Linked DNA regions of Mus musculus: all the other regions are linked to region 1. The links are chromatin contacts, called in public Hi-C and HiChIP or PLAC-seq maps. All regions are on one chromosome and are shown on one strand. The core of a region is the stretch at or near the end of the contact, and the rest is flanking DNA. Distances in the headings are between cores, read along the strand shown.

What was found. Hi-C and Micro-C count contacts between places; a contact is called where the count stands out from the background. HiChIP or PLAC-seq counts read pairs in DNA pulled down with a chosen protein or histone mark.
Region 2: a contact with region 1 is called in a Hi-C map of bone marrow-derived macrophages, with 35 read pairs. The contact joins two enhancer-like sites. A contact is called at or near these places in 14 of 39 promoter capture datasets (the 3T3-L1 cell line, the C10 cell line, the HPC-7 cell line and 7 more), 2 of 15 datasets of contacts at CTCF or cohesin (CD8 T cells and large pre-B cells), 19 of 484 Hi-C or Micro-C datasets (CD4 T cells, the HL-1 cell line, Th1 cells and 10 more), 40 of 115 datasets of contacts at active chromatin or transcription factors (CD8 T cells, the HPC-7 cell line, the NIH/3T3 cell line and 27 more) and 5 of 9 other capture datasets (adipose tissue, bone marrow-derived macrophages, embryonic stem cells and 2 more).
Region 3: a contact with region 1 is called in an H3K4me3 HiChIP or PLAC-seq map of bone marrow-derived macrophages, with 6 times the contacts expected there. The contact joins two enhancer-like sites. A contact is called at or near these places in 7 of 39 promoter capture datasets (the HPC-7 cell line, cranial neural crest, frontonasal cranial neural crest and 4 more), 5 of 484 Hi-C or Micro-C datasets (the HL-1 cell line, bone marrow-derived macrophages, embryonic fibroblasts and 2 more), 27 of 115 datasets of contacts at active chromatin or transcription factors (the NIH/3T3 cell line, SST interneurons, acute myeloid leukemia and 18 more) and 4 of 9 other capture datasets (adipose tissue, embryonic stem cells, liver and 1 more).

Annotation. Positions count from the first base shown.
Region 1 is chr16:90,135,897-90,138,865 of GRCm38.p6, forward strand. It overlaps a transcript of Tiam1 not described here. Among named protein-coding and RNA genes, the nearest start is that of Gm10789, 4.9 kb to the right of the region's middle. Within about 2 kb of position 1,480, at least 48 of the 459 cell types and tissues checked have an H3K27ac peak or open chromatin away from gene starts, as enhancers often do. A contact at or near this core is called in bone marrow-derived macrophages, where this site is marked.
Region 2 is chr16:89,843,194-89,846,162 of GRCm38.p6, forward strand. It overlaps Tiam1 (T cell lymphoma invasion and metastasis 1), which reads right to left. Exons shown (of 28, transcript NM_009384.3): 13 at 60-141. Among named protein-coding and RNA genes, the nearest start is that of Gm52239, 50 kb to the left of the region's middle. Within about 2 kb of position 1,553, at least 17 of the 459 cell types and tissues checked have an H3K27ac peak or open chromatin away from gene starts, as enhancers often do. A contact at or near this core is called in bone marrow-derived macrophages, where this site is marked.
Region 3 is chr16:89,863,522-89,866,490 of GRCm38.p6, forward strand. Tiam1 (T cell lymphoma invasion and metastasis 1) reads right to left here. Exons shown (of 28, transcript NM_009384.3): 8 at 1,713-1,898. Among named protein-coding and RNA genes, the nearest start is that of Gm52239, 71 kb to the left of the region's middle. Within about 2 kb of position 1,405, at least 22 of the 459 cell types and tissues checked have an H3K27ac peak or open chromatin away from gene starts, as enhancers often do. A contact at or near this core is called in bone marrow-derived macrophages, where this site is marked.

The DNA of each region.
Region 1 (2,969 bases), core at 230-2,729:
TCCTGTGGAAAGGCAACCTGTGTCCAAACACTAAGCCACTTCTCCAGCCAGTAAGTCAGTCAGTATTTTAAAATAAAATGCTCTCTATGTGCCTCAACACAACCTTTAACTTAGTCATATAACCAGAATCACAGGGAAAATAAATAAACAAACCCAGTAATTCACTCCACTGTGGAAGAACAGCTTTGACAGAGTTGTGACCAAGAAGACATTTTTTTATTGTCAGTTTTGAAAAAGGACAATATGCAAAGACCATCAAGAAAATTAAATCACTGTCACAGAATGGAGAAAATATATGGAAATCATGTCAGACCTATGGCACCATGCACGCATGCAGAGACAGGCCCAGGTGCAAGGAAGGTGCTCTCCCGGCTGGCACGCAGGGGGTCCTGGACTCAGAGCAAGCAAATGAACAAATAAACGATAAGGAATCCTTACAGCAATTAAATGAGGAAGATCCAGTGGAGGAATCAGCAATGAGCTGAGTGGATGTTTTTGGAGGAAAAAAAAAAAAAAACAAAACAAAACTCAATTAGCCACAGAGCACCAAGAGGACACTCTGCATTATCCCCAGAGAAATGCAAATCAAAGCCAAGGAGCAGCTACGGGACATAGAAGAAGACATTGAGGACAGAGAGAAACCTGAAATCTCAGGCCCTGTGGATAGGAAGGCAAGAGAGTGCAACCCTTCTGGAAATTCGCCTAAGCGTCCTCCAAAGAGGAAAACAGAACTGTCATATGGCCTGGCGACACCACTCTTAGGATGATCAGAAAACTTTAAAAAGCCAAACAAATGGTACACTACTGTCATGGCCACAACCACTCACAATGGCAGAAAGGTGAAAGTGACCCCAGTGGCCGTCAAAATACACAAAACTCACTGTAGCCAACCAATGGCATGTTATCCATCCATTAAAAAAAGAAGAGAGAGAGTGCCGGGCGGTGGTGACACATGCCTTTAATCCCAGCACTCGGGAGGCAGAGGCAGGTGGATTTCTGAGTTCAAGGCCAGCCTGGTCAACAAAGTGAGTGCCAGGACAGCCAGGGCTATACAGAGAAACCCTGTCTTGAAAAACCAAAAAAAAAGAGAGAGAGAGAGAGAGAGAGAGAGATGGACTACAGACACATGCTTCCAGAGGAAGGATGCTTAAGGGATGATATGCTGGGGCTCAGGAGACGGCTCAGTGAATAAAGTATTTGCAGGTTCCTGGCACTCACATAAAAGCCCACCTGTGACAGCTGGCCTATGATCCCAGTGCTCAAAGGATAGAAGAGACAAAGCAAAGGCTTCCCCAGGGCCGGAGGGCGGGCAGTCGGGCAGGTGGGCAGGTGGGCAGGCAGGCGGGCGGGCGGGCAGGCAGGCGGGCGGGCGGGTGGGCAGGCGGGCAGGCTAGCTGACTAACCAAAGCCTTGGTTATAAATAAAGCGGGAAGTGGTCAGGCAGACACTCAATGCCAATCTCCGGTCTCCCCACGAGAACTCATGCAGAGCTGAACACCCATGAGCCCACCCATACACGTGCAAACACAAAGGCACACGTAGGCATACGTGACACACAGATACAAACGCAAGAAAAACTAGGCTAAGCTGTCCACGGCGGCACGGATCTGTGATCCGAGCACCAGAGAGGCTGAGGTGAGTGTCGTAAGTTCAAAAGCAGCCTGTGCAATACAGCGCACGATCTGTGTGCCTGAAAAGGAACAGGAGCCAACCCCGGAGTCCCCAGAGACAACTCCCACTGGAAACCATCGCCTGGGGTGGGGGGCAGCCAGGGACACAATCCATCCAACCCCCGTGCTGCCGGTGGATGACAAAAGCCCAGAGCTGAGCCAGTGTGGTGGCACACATCAGGGAACTCCAGCACTTGGGAGGCTGAGTCAGGAAAATCTCAAGGAGAAGAAGGTCAGCCTAGGCTACAGAGCAAGAATGACTCAAAACAAACAAGCAAAGACAACCCACAGGGCTGGTAATACGGCAATAATACGGCATATCACAGAGAAGAGGTTGTGAGGTTTGAAAAATGACCTGCCAAGGCCAGGCCTGAGCCTGAGATCCCTCCCCACAGACCCTGGAGCCTTCCAGTAAGTAGGGGGACAGGAACAGCCTGCAAAGCACCCACCCTTCCCTCATGGCCGCTCAGACACCAGTTCAGATGAGCACATCTCCACCTCCTGCCCTCCTCCTCACCGACTCCATCTCCACAGCCCCCAGACCTCCACCGGGAACACTCCTAGACTGGGCCTCATCCTGACGACCTTCCACCTCCCTGGGCCGACCTGCCAGGTTGCTGGGCCTATTCTCACCTCCGCAGAGCTGACGCAGGAAATCTGGAGCAGGAGGCAGACTTGATCTGTGTTGACGAGGTTCAGAGCTCTAAGGAAGATGGGAGAGTGGCAGGGGAGATGGAAGTGGTCCCCAGGGGTGGCAGATTTCACAAAGGCAGCCTGTTTCTACAGGATATCCTGTCTTCCCCCACTGCGGCAGAAGTGCGTTTGGGGCTCCTAAGGAAATGCAACTGAAAGTCGTTAGCCTAGGAGACCCTCCGCTCCACGCCATGCCAGGCGTCAGGCGGGGGCTCAGGCCCGCTGCTGCAGCCTTGTAGCCCCTCCCTCACAAACTGTACACAGCAAGTCTCCTTAAACTAGCTCCAAGACCTCAGGCCCAAGGATTGTTCCAAACCAGACTGACCTGTAGATCCATGGATACAACCACACACACACACACACACACACACACACACACTGTCGGTTCCAACAATACAGACCCATGCCACATTTCATCTGTAAACAAGACACAATAAGAAATTCACTACATGGGGCGGGAGAAAAAAAAGAAAAGAAATTCACTACAGAGCCAGGAATAGTTGATTTTCAAGACAGGGTTTCTCTTTGTAGCCCTGGCTGTCTTGAAACGCACTGTGTAGACCAGGCTCACAGAGATCTATCTGTGTCTGCCTCCCAAGGGCTAGG
Region 2 (2,969 bases), core at 303-2,802, 290 kb before region 1:
GATGAAATGCTTTAACTGGAAACACAAACACCCAAGACCAAAGACAAATAAAAACCTACCGTAATTATCAGCGGCCGCGTCTGACTTCTCAATGTGGATATTCTGGGTGACTTTTGGACAGATTTCAATTTCTTTGTAAAGCTGCAAATCAGAGAGAGGGGGGCGAGTGAGGGGCCCATCGCAAATACGACAGATCAGCATTTTGTAAATTTGCTTTTTCATAATTGATACTTGAACAAAAATTCATGCTACATCAGTGTTTTTATTGAGTGAAAAACCTTCAGTTCTCAGCACCACGCTCAGCTAAGCTTAGAAAACCAGGCTGCTTCTAACCACGCTCTCTCCACATGCACATCACTCTATAGAGCACCCTAAATTCATCACAGACCTGAAACACAATGCCCCCATCATTAAACCCTCTAGTGCTGGGGCAGGGGACTCGTCAAAATCAAAAGGAGGTTATAAATATGCTGAGTGAAGGCCTGCACAGTACTAGACATCTCTGCCTGTTCACACAGCACTTCCACAGGAGGAAATCCACAGCAGGATCAACTGGTAGATACAGACTGTCTGTGTGATGAGATTCTCGGTTAGCCACTCAACTATACAAAATCATAAAGAAAAGTAAGTACACAAATCAACCAACCATCTATAAACCCAACATAGTCTAGAATGTGTTTCTGTATAAATGCAAGATTAAAGTATTATATAGCTCGCGCATCAGAAAATGTTTAAATCAACTGACAGTGCAGTTCCATATATCTGGAGCTAACTCACAAGACATGAATTTCAACTGTGTGCCTTATCATTCCATCCTGGGACAATTACAACGTCCATTTCACAAACAGGGCGCTAAGGCTGGTGAGAAAGTATTCTAACATGTTTGTAAAGCCAGGGTGGGCTGGGCAGGGTCTAAATGCAGTCTTGCAAGCCCCAGAGATATGGCTCTCTCTGTGTCCCACCATGGTGACTCCCAGCCCAGTGTGAAACCCAAAGAGGCCTGAGGTTAGGAGGATGAGCCTTCTTAGGTAAAAAACCTATAGCTGAAATCCAAATTTGAAGACAAATGCAAACTCTTACTGATCTGGAAATGAAAATAAATCTCAAGCCATAGAATTTGATAGGTACTGCATCCTGAGTCACTGAAGCGGACCTCGGTGACGTCTACCCCTGCCCCATCTCTTCAGGATGTCATTTTATACAGTCAAGAAGAAAGCACGGGTCTTTTTTTTTTAATGGTATACTATGACACAATGTGATAGGGGTTAGAGCTAGGAACACTGGCCGTACAGCCTGGGTGTCCGGGGGCATAATTCAATATGATTTTATTTAGACACTTCAGTTCACAAAATTAAATTCTCCAATTAGAGGACTTCAGTGATTTAAAGATCAGAAAATATAGCCACTACAATTACAAATACGGAATTATTTAAAGAAAGCTGACAAGACATGGCAGGACAAGCACCATGCTCACTCAATACCACAGTGTTCATCTCTGCTGGGGTTGAGCCCTGCTCATTTATTTTTAAATATGTGTAGCAGCCAGTCCTTCCCACTAGGTGACAGCATAGACCCGTTAGTTCTGACCATCTCTGCAGAGAGCCAGTGGGATACTTTGCTCAGAATTTCTGCTCTCCACTGTGTCCACTGTCTCGGTGTCACATAAGCCAGCCTCGGGGCCACACGCTCACTCTTGTGCTGACTGAGACTCAGGCCAGGTTAAGGAAAAAAAAAAAAAGTAAAAAAATACAGGAAACTTCTGTGTCTTAAAATGTGTTTTCTGAAACCACAGGATCTGGGCTAGGGAATTTGAAAGCTGGCCACCTTATGCACAGGCAAGTGGCACACATATTGAAGTTCCACGTTTAAAGTACTATTGAAGCACCTCCCCCAGGCCCCAGAGGGGAAACATCATAAGTTTTTAACACTGCTCTAACCACATGCTGTTAGTCCTGTCTCCCCGTCTCCCCTGACCATGCCAGCCTAAGCCACAAAGGCCTCTTAGCCACAGTACCCTAGCCAGCAGGGAGTCGTCCCGTGTCCTAGAGTGCGCTTGGCATACACCAACCTCAAGGAGCCTGTTACAATAGAGGCCAGCTGTTGCCATTACTAGGTAACTCACAGGACTGGTTTCAGGATCTCCAGGACCCCAGAATCTCCAAACCCATGGGTGCTCAACTCTCTTATGGGAAACAGTGTGGTATTTGCATAAAAGCTATGTCACACAGGCTTTGAATTGTCTTTAGATTGCACTTGATACCTACCTAATACAACACAAATGATAGGCAGATTGTCTTCATTTTGTATTGCGTGAGAAGTTAAGAACTGAGACACACACACACTCTCTCTCTCTCTCTCTCTTTCAAATTTTATCAATGGCGTCGCTTACTGAGCCTAGAGTTCGCCAATTCAGCCAGGCTGGCCAGCCAGCCAGGTCTGAGGCTCCCGCTGTCTCTGCCTCCTGCACTGGGATTAGAGGTGCCTGGCTCTGTACCACCGTTTACAGGGGTACCGGAGTCTAGAGCTCAGGCTTCTGTGGCAGGAATGTTACCAACTGACCTTTCTCCCCAGACCCATGTCACACCTTCTTGAAACACTTTTCTGTAAAACACGTGAGACTCACATCTTGTTCTCCTCACCCCCAGACTCACCTCACACCTCAGCATGCCAGCACCGTGCCTCTCTCCCTAACTTCTTGCTTCTCCAAGCCTGAAAACCTGCTGCCAGTGACAGGTTTTTACATGTATTTCTGCGAACCTGAATAGAGGCTCCTCCAGAAACAGGACCCCCCCCCCCCCACCTCTGGCACATACCCTGTGAGGATCAGAGATTATTCTTGGCACAGAAACGCTAAGTAAATATTTGCGAGATGAATGAATAAATAAATTAATCAATTTTGGCTGCACATTTTATTCCCCTGTCACTTTAATAAGATCTCATTTAGTGTGAAATCTGGAAAGCTATTGTCT
Region 3 (2,969 bases), core at 155-2,654, 270 kb before region 1:
GGCCCCACTTGAAAGGAGGGGGGTACATCCTAGACAAAGGAGAAATTGAAGAATGATTCCGCTCCCATTGAGAGGAGGGGACTCTTAGGGTCAAATGACAAGGAGAGATTGGGGGGCGGGGTGTCCAATGGATCAGAATGAAATTCCCTGCCTGTGTTGTTCTTCAAGAGCCCGGGCAGAAAATAGAACAAGATACCCAACAGAGTGACCTAACGTGTTCTGTCTCAAGTCAAAGCCCTGCTGCAGAAAGGCCAGGATGCATGGACACCAAAACCAAGGTTTGCGCTGGCGAGGCAGTCAGCAAGAAACAGAAGAGAGCAACAGAGAAGCAGACTTAGGGAATTAAACAGCATTCGTCCAAATAACTGAGCAAAAAGACCCGTCAGAGTTACCAACTTCTTCAATGGGGCAGATTTCACACACCTGTCACCAGATGAGGCGTGCACACTTCATAGACATTAAGAGGGCGAGTTTAGAAGATCAAAAATCAATTACGACAAGTGGCTCAATGGCTTCTCCTTGTCTGTTTCAGAGACATAAGCTCCAATGTCTTATAAGAAAAAAAATCAAAGCACAGAAGTTTAAGGGGTGTGGATACTGGAGTTCGAGAGGTGGTGCCTCACCTGAGCTTGCTTGTTAATAAAAATAAATACTTTTGATTAGGATATTCTAACAGGAGCAAAGTGAAAATTTTCATCTCATATTTTCTTCCCACACAGAATGAAGATTTGGCTAAATTAAAAACTATAACAGACCTAGCCCGTGCCATTGGTGAAAACTGGGTTCAGGTCTTAGTCCTCACTCACCCAGCTATTACAGACAAAAACAAAACTGTAACAGCCAGAGAGATGGGCAAGTAGGGATGAAATTAGCAGATATGACGGTTTTAACAAACTCTAGAAATTGGTGTTTAAGACCGCTTTCAAAATGTAAATCTCCTTCTAACTATCTGAATGATGATACAAATCTATTTACAAAGAATGCAAACACACCTTGGGCAGAATTATAGCTCAGAATTCGGTGGAGGGCTCAGCTGTCACTCAGCTGAGACTTCCCAGGGCAGCTCTGTCTGGACCCTAACATTTAACATCTATCTAATTCGACAGCAAATGTGTCACGGGTGCGGTACCCCTACATTATGAGGACGTCTCCCTACATTGGCTACAACGTGTTGCTTGTACACGGGTTGTTTTTCCCCTTTGGCAGAAATGGACCCAAAGTACACAAAGCTGTTTGTAATTTAGCAAGTGTTCAAGATTACAGATTGTCAACACAGTACAGCACACAACCTGCTGCTTGCTCTCGGGGTCAGACAAAAGCCTCCTTCTTTAGGAGAGCAAGTGTTCGGCTACTTCCTCACTGAAACTTGGCCTTCCTCAAACACACCATATAGTTGCAGCCATCAAACTATGACAGAGTGAGACCTCCAGTCTCCACAAAGATCTGTGGGAGAGCTGCAATTCCCTATACTATGGACAGGGGGTAGGAGTGTGAGTTTCCTTTACACAATAGTTTCAGCCCTATCCAGAGAGATTTATGTAAGCGCATTTCCACAAAGGTTCAAATAAATTTTTTGCATGACCTGCCAAGTGAAGCCTTTTTGGAAATCTGTATGAGCCAGAACCAGGGGACGCTACAGAATCTCTGTCAGGTCCTGTTCAGGAGTAAGCCTTGAGGTGAATATTCCCCAAAAGTCACTTGCTTCTACTCACCAGGGCATGAAAAGATGACACGGAGAAGATCCCGAGGCGGCCCATGGCCACCTTCGTGGGCCGGCTCGCAAAAGCAAGCAGCCTTTTGGGGTTTGGCAGCTCCCCGCCCTGGAGGCTGGCGAGGTAACAGCGGAATCGGAACAGGTCCATCTGGAACTGTTCGAGGTTCTGCTCCCAAACGAAGATCTACAGTCGTGGGGGGGGGGGGGGAGGAGACAGGGGGAGAGAAAAGGGTCAGGGAAGGTAAGAGCAAACGTTAGCCACCGTCTTCTCCAAGAGCCTTGCAGATCTGTTTATCGTAAGGCACAATTATAATCCCAGAGGGTAAACAACGGGGGGGGGGGTGTCTCTTAGGGTGCATGCGCTCTTGTTTACAAAGACCTGTAACCATAAACTCAGTATCAGAAACAAAGTACATTGTTAGTTACTGGTGCTCTCCTAGCCAAGATGTCATGGGTCATGGAGAGTGTGTGTGTGTGTGTGTGTGTGTGTGTGTGTGTGTGTGTAATTTCTGACCACTAACCTAAGATGGAAGGAATGAAAATGGAGGGATTCCCAGTACCAGGGAACTTTCATGTGGGCTAAGAGAGAGCTTTTACCAAGGAAAGAAAAGAAAAAGAAAGTCAGTTAAAGGTCAAAAGCAAATAAACTAAAGGCTTTGGTAAACACGGTAAGCACGGGGTGGTAAGAAAGGGTTGGAGGTAGGAAGCTGTCAGTGGTGGAGACCCAGATACTGGGTAAGGGGTCCCACCCACAGCTAGTGCCCACACACGTGTCTCTGTCACTCAAAGTGGCAAGATATCCTCTAGCTACTGATATGACATTCAAGCAAGATCACAGAGGGGTGAGGTGCATTCAAGAATAACACGCTGACACAGACTGTAAGCTCCTGGGGCTGGAGAGATGACTCAGCAGCTAAACGCTCTTGTTGCTCTGACAGGACCCGGGGTCTGTTCCCAGCACCCACGGGACAGCTCATGACTGCCTATAACTTCATCTCTAGCGGTTCCGATGCCCTCTTCTAACCTCTGTGGGCACCAAGAATGTGCGCGATGCCCAGACACGCCACAAACGACACTCACACACTTAAAGTCAAATTTTCAAAAAGGACAACGTGAGAGCTGAGGGGTCATCAGTGACATCTCCCTTTCTAATCTCTGGTAAAACTCCGTGAGAACCCAGACGCTCGTGACGGCAGTATTCCCAGCAGCCGAGAAGCTGCAAATGGCTCAAATGCTCATCTAAGGAGAGACGGTC